2 separate regions of the Mus musculus genome follow, and region 1 is linked to region 2. The links are chromatin contacts, called in public Hi-C maps. All regions are on one chromosome and are shown on one strand. The core of a region is the stretch at or near the end of the contact, and the rest is flanking DNA. Distances in the headings are between cores, read along the strand shown. Region 1 overlaps Arfip1 (ADP-ribosylation factor interacting protein 1). Region 2 overlaps Fhdc1 (FH2 domain containing 1).

What was found. Hi-C and Micro-C count contacts between places; a contact is called where the count stands out from the background.
Region 1: a contact with region 2 is called in a Hi-C map of the G1E-ER4 cell line, with 1.7 times the contacts expected there. The contact joins two enhancer-like sites. A contact is called at or near these places in 6 of 484 Hi-C or Micro-C datasets (the Ba/F3 cell line, the G1E-ER4 cell line, the HL-1 cell line and 2 more), 4 of 115 datasets of contacts at active chromatin or transcription factors (embryonic stem cells and neural tube) and 3 of 9 other capture datasets (adipose tissue, embryonic stem cells and pancreatic islet).

What each region holds. Positions count from the first base shown.
Region 1 is chr3:84,538,235-84,542,373 of GRCm38.p6, forward strand. The region is part of intron 2 of Arfip1 (ADP-ribosylation factor interacting protein 1); the gene reads right to left. Among named protein-coding and RNA genes, the nearest start is that of Gm35410, 42 kb to the right of the region's middle. Within about 2 kb of position 2,612, at least 2 of the 459 cell types and tissues checked have an H3K27ac peak or open chromatin away from gene starts, as enhancers often do. A contact at or near this core is called in the G1E-ER4 cell line, where this site is marked.
Region 2 is chr3:84,464,380-84,468,911 of GRCm38.p6, forward strand. Fhdc1 (FH2 domain containing 1) reads right to left here. Exons shown (of 12, transcript NM_001205355.1): 3 at 1,043-1,104. Among named protein-coding and RNA genes, the nearest start is that of Fhdc1, 13 kb to the right of the region's middle. Within about 2 kb of position 3,187, at least 23 of the 459 cell types and tissues checked have an H3K27ac peak or open chromatin away from gene starts, as enhancers often do. A contact at or near this core is called in the G1E-ER4 cell line, where this site is marked.

The sequences.
Region 1 (4,139 bases), core at 1,362-3,861, 73 kb after region 2:
ACGTGGGTCTTCGGTCTCAATGCTTTCTCACAGCACCAGATTTCTGGAGTGCATGTGAGACAGAGGTCTCTCAAGGTTTTCCACAGAGACTACTTACTGAAAACAAAAGGATGTAAGTGCCTCAAGCCCCTAGTGTTGGGACAGAAACCAGAGCCTTGGATATGCGCAAAGAAAATCTCCTGCCACTGAGCTATACCCTCTGGACATGTTTGAGAATTCCTTTCTTTATAGTACTTTACCCTACAATATAGGATTAAAACGTAAATATTCAGAACTTGCTTTTTTATTTATTGTAATTTTCTGCTGTTTTAATTTAACATCCTTACTTAATCTGATCAAGTCATCCTGCTTTAACCACTTCATTTCCAGTCTCCCTATTTTTTTCAAGGATGTTAGGCATGTACCTTTCAGTGAAGATAAGCTCTCCTAAGGAAAAATATAAACACAGTCGAATGCCGCTAACCCTTAATCTGCACTATCACCTTGATAGGATTTAGAGTTAGGGTAGAAATAAACCTCTGGGCACGTCTTCCAGGGAGTCATTCCAGCTAATACTAGTGGTCACTTCATGAGCTAGGGTCTTACTCTGTATAGAACATGGAGTGAGCTGACCTGCCTCGAGAGTCGCTGCCATGACTTCTCCGTGCTGATGGACTGGACTCTCAAACTGTGAGCCAGAATAACCACCAGCTTGCTTTTGTCGGGTACGTCATCACAGGAGGAAGAAAGCACCCAATATGAGTAGTCTACAAATTATATACAGGAATCCTGGGACTGCTGAAAGACCACTAGACACTTGAATTGTTTTCGTAAAGAGAGCACTGTGTAAATTCTTAAAAAGAAGTAGCAGAGTGGAGCGCTGGGTGTGAGGTGAAGTAGGAAAGGTCTAAACAGAAATGGAAGAGATCTCTGACTGTGGACACTTTTAAGTGATACGATACCATCAGTAATAAAATTGATGGCCTCATGGTGGCCAGGGTTCCTTGACTCAGAAAGCAGCAATCCTTCAAGAAGCAGAGCTCTTGCCATTATGGAAAAAAAAAAAAAAAAGGTGCAACATCTGAATGAAGTGGTGCAAATTTCTAACTAGAGATTAGCAGTTTGATGGTACAAAGTAATTCAATGTATGAGATGGTAATTTATGAGATAATATTCAGGAGTCTGGGTGTGTCCACTTGTCTATTTTGGAGGCTGTTATATTCCCTATGTAATACAATATATACTCACAGTGTATAAAATTTTCAAATGTGCCTTCCTTGTATAATGTTAGTTTTCAGTTTTTGTGTGTGCAGTTATAAGGTACTACATAGCTTAATAACTCATTGAATATATGCTACTGTATTTAGTCCTACATTTTACAAGGTATACTTTAGAAATAATTAGTTTGTTCATAATGAAAACCAAATCCCCACTTCATTTTTTTGATGTTACTGATATTCAATTCAAACTTAAAATGGCTTAAGTCTCAACTCTACTGAAGTATTTAATACATTTAAAAGTCATTTTCAGTTAGCCTATAAGAAAATATGATGCCTTAAAAACTTCAAGTAAGTGTCATATGCATTTTTAGTATTTTAAATGATACAAAATTAGACTCGTAGATTTTATAAAGTTATGAAAGAGTACTCATTCAAACCTTGGGAATTTCTCTTTGCTTTGCACATTTTGAGCACTCGGGAGGCAGAGGCAGGTGGATTTCTGAGTTCGAGGCCAGCCTGGTCTACAAAGTGAGTTCCAGGACAGCCAGGACTATACAGAGAAACCCTGTCTTGAAAAACAAAACAAAACAAAACAAAACAAAGAATGCAAAAGTTTCAGAGTTTGTGTGAGTGTCTGAGTGTGTGTCAGGATACCTCTGGAGGCCAGGAGACCCCTGGGATCCCTTGGAGCTAGAGATACAGCTGTGAGCTACTGACATGGGTGCTGTGAACTCAAGTTCTAACTACAGAGCAGCAAGAGCTCTTAACTGCTGAGCCATTTCGATCCCAAAATGAAAATTTAAAACTCACAATTTAAAACTTGGCATAACAATCTACTTCTGAATAAGAATGTGTTGTTCTACAAAGTAGTCAATAATGTTTTAAGACTTAGTGACGTGCAGGACACTGAAACACATGAGAAGAATTGCAGAAGAACTAACTGTCCCTTCTTACTCTGGGCTATAAGGAAGAGTATTAGTAAAGAAAGAAATCTCATTCAAGAATCCTTCAAGATTTTACAATCTACAGCAGCTCCTACTCTCATCTGCATACACCACGTTGTTTTCCACCTGTCTATCTTAGATAATCTGGTGTCATCAATGGTTCTATTTTCTCTACCAGAGTCTAGGTCTTACCTCTCTTCTCTTGGTGACTATCCTTGTTTTCTTTGTCTCTTGTCCTGCCAGCCCTGCAATGGAATCTTTACACTGTAGTGAGAAACAACTTTCTTTGCCCTCCTTCCCTCCACCCCCCCCCCTTTTTCCCACAGGGTCTGGCTACAGAAGTTGCTAAGAAGGCCAGGCTCCCTTCTAACTCACAATCCTTCTGCCTCCACAGTGTGAGGACTTAATGTGTGTGCCACCATGTTCAGCTCAGATACAACCTTCTAAAATGGGAATGTGGTTGAGACAGATAACCATTTTTATACCATTTTGTGGCTGCACTGCCTGTAAAATAAGCTAGTACTTTAACATGACTTTTTTTTACAGGGTCTACTTATCTTTCTAGTGTCATTTCTCATCATACACTTTAGGCCCACACCTCCAACACTCATATTCATTCATTCATTCATTCACATTCTCTCTCTCTTTCTCTCTCTCTGTCTCTCACTCACGTGCGCTCGCGCGAGTGCACACACACACACACACACTTTGGCAGGTGAACTGTAAATAATATGGTCTTTATACCTCCTTTAGATTCTTTACTGGTACTCTTTGAGGGGGACAGTCTTCATCCTTCTTCATCTGTCTAGCTCTTAGTTTGATCAGTAATTCCTCAGGCAATTATGTCCTCCACATACCAGCATGCTTTATTTGACCAAGTCTATCATTTTCCACATGTCATTTAAAAACAACAAAGACTGCTTATACACAAAAGCAAACAACAGCCCAAGCAGCACAAGTAAGGATAAAAATGTAGTCAATCTAAACGTGGAGTACCTCTCCCCTACCTCCAGGTTCTAGGCCAGCTCTCACAAAACAATGTGCTCATTCACAAAACATTTATGAAATGAAAGCCTCTATTACACACCAAACAGTTTTGCCAGGCATGAAAATAAGGAAATGAATGAAAATTCCTGCCCCTCACTGAAATTACAGCCATGTCACACAGGCTTCAGGAATAGCTTACACAATCCTAGGAGCTATGTCTGAGCTTCCAGGCTCCTCTGCCTGTCGTAAAATAAAGTAGTGAGAGACAAAGGTCTCTAACATGTTCCTACTCAAACAGTGCTTTGTAATTAAGTCCTAATGATCCTGGATTATAACTCCCTAAAGTTAATAGGAAGTTTTGATAGTTTGCTATATGTATGCAATTTCTAAGGAGTTCAGAGCTGGGAAACACCTAATCTATGTACTTTTGTTCTGGACATTCCACAGGAAAAGTTCCATTTCCACAATATCTAATGAAGTAATTTCCCTAACCTGACAATCACAGCTAAACTAACAAGAAGACACAACCATGTGTAACTTGTGCTTGCTTCTCTTTAACTCAAGCTACAACTTGCCAACATCTAGTTACTATTTAAGAAACGAGACAACAACATCCATCACATTTCATTTTGCTTTCTATTTCTGTTGTTTTGGGGACAGTCTCATGTTGTCCAGTCAGCCTTGAACTTACTGTGTAGCTGAGAATGACCCTGAGCCTCTGGCCTCTGGCCCATAAGCAAAGGACTGGCAGATTTATACCACTTTACCCAATTGCTCTTTAGTAATTGTTAATAGCATCCATTGTAAATCACATACAGCTCAAAACTAGAGAGTAACTTTATATCTGTGAAGATTAAACTTTAAAGAACAAAAATTGTTTTACTTAGAAAATAACAGCATCTTTGCTGAGGATGGTGGAGGCCCGTGATAGCAAGCTCCCTGCCTTGCTCATCTCTAGAGTTGCATATAGGAGCAAGGACTGCAGTGCTGGTGCAGTTCTAGTCTAAGC
Region 2 (4,532 bases), core at 1,937-4,436:
AAAGATACGGAATTGCGGAATTGTGTCCACTGCCTGCCATGCCAACAGGGACACAACCCAATGGAAACTAAATCACATCCCCCTCCCCCCTCTGCCACCTGCTCCCTCTCTTCCGCTTGCTTCTTCCGGGTTCTGAGGACCTACCAGGGCCACTACTGAAAACCACTCTAAGGCTCCCTCCTCCAGAAAAAGTCCCCAGGAATCCCAGGAAGGAGGACAGCAGCACCAGCCACTGGGATCTTTAGGGGAGGCTGAGTGAAAACTTTCCCTGAGGAGGGGAGGCCCGCGCCCGACTGAGGCTCAATGAACAATGAGTGGGTCCAGGGGCTGGTGCGTTCTCCTCAGCGGTACAGCCATTGATAAGTAGCCTGTGTTCCTGTAAATGACCCCTCCACTCATGCAAACAACCATATTTAAACTCAGTAGGTTAAAAAAAAAAAAGACATCAAAATAGAATTGGACTTACTAGTTTGTTAGGAAAAACATTTTCAGGGGCAGCAGGGATGAGAGTAATAAGGGACCAAATATGTGTATAGGATATCATCAAAGAATTTAACACACACATTTAGACACACAGACATACACGCATACACACATACATATAGACACACACACACATTTAGACACAGACACACACACACACATTTAGACACAGACACACACACATTTAGACACACACACACATTTAGACACACAGACACACACGCATACACACATACATATAGACACACACACACATTTAGACACACAGACACACACACACACATTTAGACACACAGACACACATGCATACACACATACATATAGACACACACACACACAGAGGCCTCCAGCAGACACTGCATGGCCTTTTTTCCTCATTTCGAGATTGTGAGCTCACAGCAAAGACTGACACTTGTAGGCCACAGAGCGACATGTCTAGGGCGGACATGGAGGAGTATGGAATGTCCCTAGCGAAGATTAGAATCTGAATTTCAGCTCAGCCACACCCTCATAGCATGGATATAGCTACAATTCCAGACATATGCAAAAAAAATCTTACTTTTTAAACTGCTTAAGAAATATGCCAATGTTCATACTTCGCTTTGCATCCAAGACGGTAACCTGGGAAGAAACAGATGCATAAAACGTTTTAAATATAAATAAAAACAGCCTAGTCCAGGCAGGGTGTGGCAGACACCTTTAATCTCAGTGCTTAAGGAGGCAGAGGTAGAAAGATCTCTGTGAGTCCTGAGTCAGTCTGATCTACAGAGAAAATTCTAGTATATTATAGCCAGGGCCACACAGAGACATCCTGTCTCAAATCAACAAAATAACTAAATAAAAATAAAAGTGGCTGGAAGGAACAAGAAAGTTAAAACCCCGTCCAAGTATAATACTGGTGCACAGGGGAGAATTTCTAATATGTAAATATGGTAATTATCACAGTGCTTCTAATATACTTTCATGGAAATTTTTATTGTCCATCCCTCACAGTAAAAATGACACACAGCTCTGGGTGTGGAGGCACACACCTGTCATCCTAGCATAAAAGACAGCGGGAACAGGGAAGGCTAGCCAAAGCTACAGAGTGAGCTGGAGACAAGCCTTGTCTGTATGACAATAGCCACACCACCACCACCCCCAATCCATTCTTTAACTGGATAGTTCAGTGGTGGAGCCCTTATCTAGCACGGGCAAGGCCCTGTGCTCTAGTCCCAAAATAATACACAAGATATATGTTTACTATACTAGTATATACATTCAAACAGGTAATGTTTTATTTTGATTTAAAATTTTCTTTTACATACAGCCCATACTTATCAAATGAGAATTGAAATGGCAGAATAAAGCAAGGATTCTGCTGAGGGTGGGCCCAGGTCTGATCGACAGACACAAATCACCCATTAAGGAGAAAATAAGGAAGTATCGTAGCCACCCGTGGTCCGTGCCTATTATCTTACCACTCATGAGGTTGGGGCAGGAGGGTTATCAGAAGTACAAGGCCAGACAGAGACTGTCTCAAAAATAAATAAACAAACAAACAAACAAACAAACAAACAAAAGTATTCTACATTTTGTTTGCTCAGAAGTTTTTAAAAAACCTTTCCTTTGCCAAGAAGTCTCAGATCCTTACATTTTTCCTTACTTTTTTTTTCTGTCTCTGAGTTAGAAGGTTCTTTATAATCTATGGTTTTACTGCATAGACCAGGCTACTCACAAAATCCCAGCGATCCACCTGCTCGGATTTAAGGTGTGCACCACCGAGCTGGGCAATTTGTGGCATCTTTTGATTTATCAGATGCTAATATAACTATCCTATTGTACCATCAAACCCCAGATTGGGCTGTAGCAAGTTTTAAATATTCAGAAACAATAATTTAAGAAGACTTTATTAAAATATAGATTAGAATCTCTAGAGGTTTGCTGAGAAGTTATCTTTGCCTCTGGAAATGAACATTCAGGAGAGGGGATAGAAGATGACAGAAAACTATTCCCTTCTTTTCCATTCGTCTTTTGGTAAAGAGAGGCTAGGTGAAATAGAGACCAACAGGGAACCAAAGGGCATCAGGTTTCAGACCAAATTCTCCATCTCTGGTTCGATTCAAGTTTGTAAGCAACAGCAAGTCCAGACCGTTAATGTCACTTCCTGGCTATAAGGTTAAATTTTTACAAGGTATAGTTGTCTTCTTTTGAAGACTAATCTTAAACAATCTCATTATTTACTAACCTATGGGTTTATTTGATGTTAACACAATCACCTGCCAGCCATAAAATGAGCTTCCAGGCTGAGAGGGCACCCTCCGTACAGAAATCCTACCCAGGGACTTCAGTTCAAGTTCAGTATGAAGGAAGAGAAAGAGAGGGGGAATAAATAAAACCCGTGAAACTTTACACTCTAAAGAGAAACACTTCCGCTGGAATGGGAAATCTCAATTTATTAAGACAGAAAACTGCTCATTAAAACTTGTAAATTATAAGGCCGAGAGTACTAACACGTACACCGATACAGTTGTATCCGTGTCTATCTAGAATGGAAACAAGCCTGTTGTATAATTCTCTCACTAGATTGCCACCTCTTGTTGTGTTTAACCTCCGGCTGCAGCATCCTTCCCCTCACCCCCCCTCCCCACTTCCAACTCCACCCTCATCCTGTTCACCCTTCCACCCTCTGGGGCTCTGAATACTTGGCGTAGGTCCATAGCCACCACTGCTGGAAAGCAAGGGAGAAATTACTCTTATTATCCCTATTTGACAGATAAGGAAACTGCGCCTCAGACGTGTCATCTTGTGGCTTCCCCCAGAGCAGTGTTGGCACAGAGTGGTAGCCTGGTTCTCTCGGGTTCTTCTCCCCTGGTTCCTGTGAGTTCAGTACTGGTGGGTCTCCCATGGAATCAGTTAAATGTAGTCTCCTCCCACACCAAGGTCCGGGGAGGTCTCTCCAGAAACAGGGGCAGGTCTGTGAAAAGCATCCACAGTCTGGCCAAGTCGAGGGGCATCCCCAGAGTTGTTAGTGTGGATGCCATGTGGCATCATGTTCTCACCAGATAGACCAGCCTCCAAGAGCCCAAGCCCCCCAATGGGGTAGCCAATGCGCTCAAAGTCAAGGGCAGCTCTAGCTTACAGGAGATGTCCCCACAGCCCAAGCAGTTTCTGAAATTGGTCACAGTCAGCCAGTCCCTAAGGAAAGGCCTGGGCTGGCCATGACTGATCAGCTTACGGAAGAAAACAAAAGGCCAGCGCTTCACCCAAACAAGGAACAAGAGACAACAACAGCACTTCAGGACAGCGCCTGCTCTCTGGCACCCTCAGATTTACCTAGTGACTGAGTCTGCTGTCTTATCAAACGGGATCCTTATAACGGCTATAAAGGTATTTGTTTAAAGCCCTTCAAAAGAGGGTTATCACTGCTCATGTAAGGAGCTTATCTCACTTCCCAAACTCTGGCTGCCACAGAGCTAGGGTTTCGGCTGCAAAGCCCTTTAGGACTGGCTGTGGTGAGCTGAAACCATGCACACAGAGTGGCATTTGACAAAAGTCCCAGTAGGCTGTAAAAGCTAAGTTAGAGAAGACAAAGTGCCAAATCCAGGATGTGCCAACCCAGCCATGACCACGGTCACCTTGCTCACCAGCTCTGTGCCACCTGTACCAGGTCTCTCCTCATCCCCATTCTCTCTATAGGGGATGAACCTAAAGCCCGGCGTGCCTTTCAAGACAAGAGCCCTACTGCTGTGCTAACCCAGCAGCCTCGCGGTTCTTACACCCTTCCTTAGCATCAATCGGATACAAAGCCTGTCTCCTTCACAAGAAGGAGGCATTTGTTTCAGTTGTGGGAAGCTATACATACTTAGGATTTGGGAGCATCTCTGGGGGCACTATTTGGTGGCATTATGTGCATCCACTAGGTGCCATGATGCCATCCAGCTCCAAAATGTTCACACCTTGCAAGACCAAAGCCCTGGATCCATCAAACTGCAGTTACCATGCCCTACCCTAGCCAATGGCCCTGGCTGGTACTTCCCATCTCCATGAGACCTCCATCCTCTTTTTCT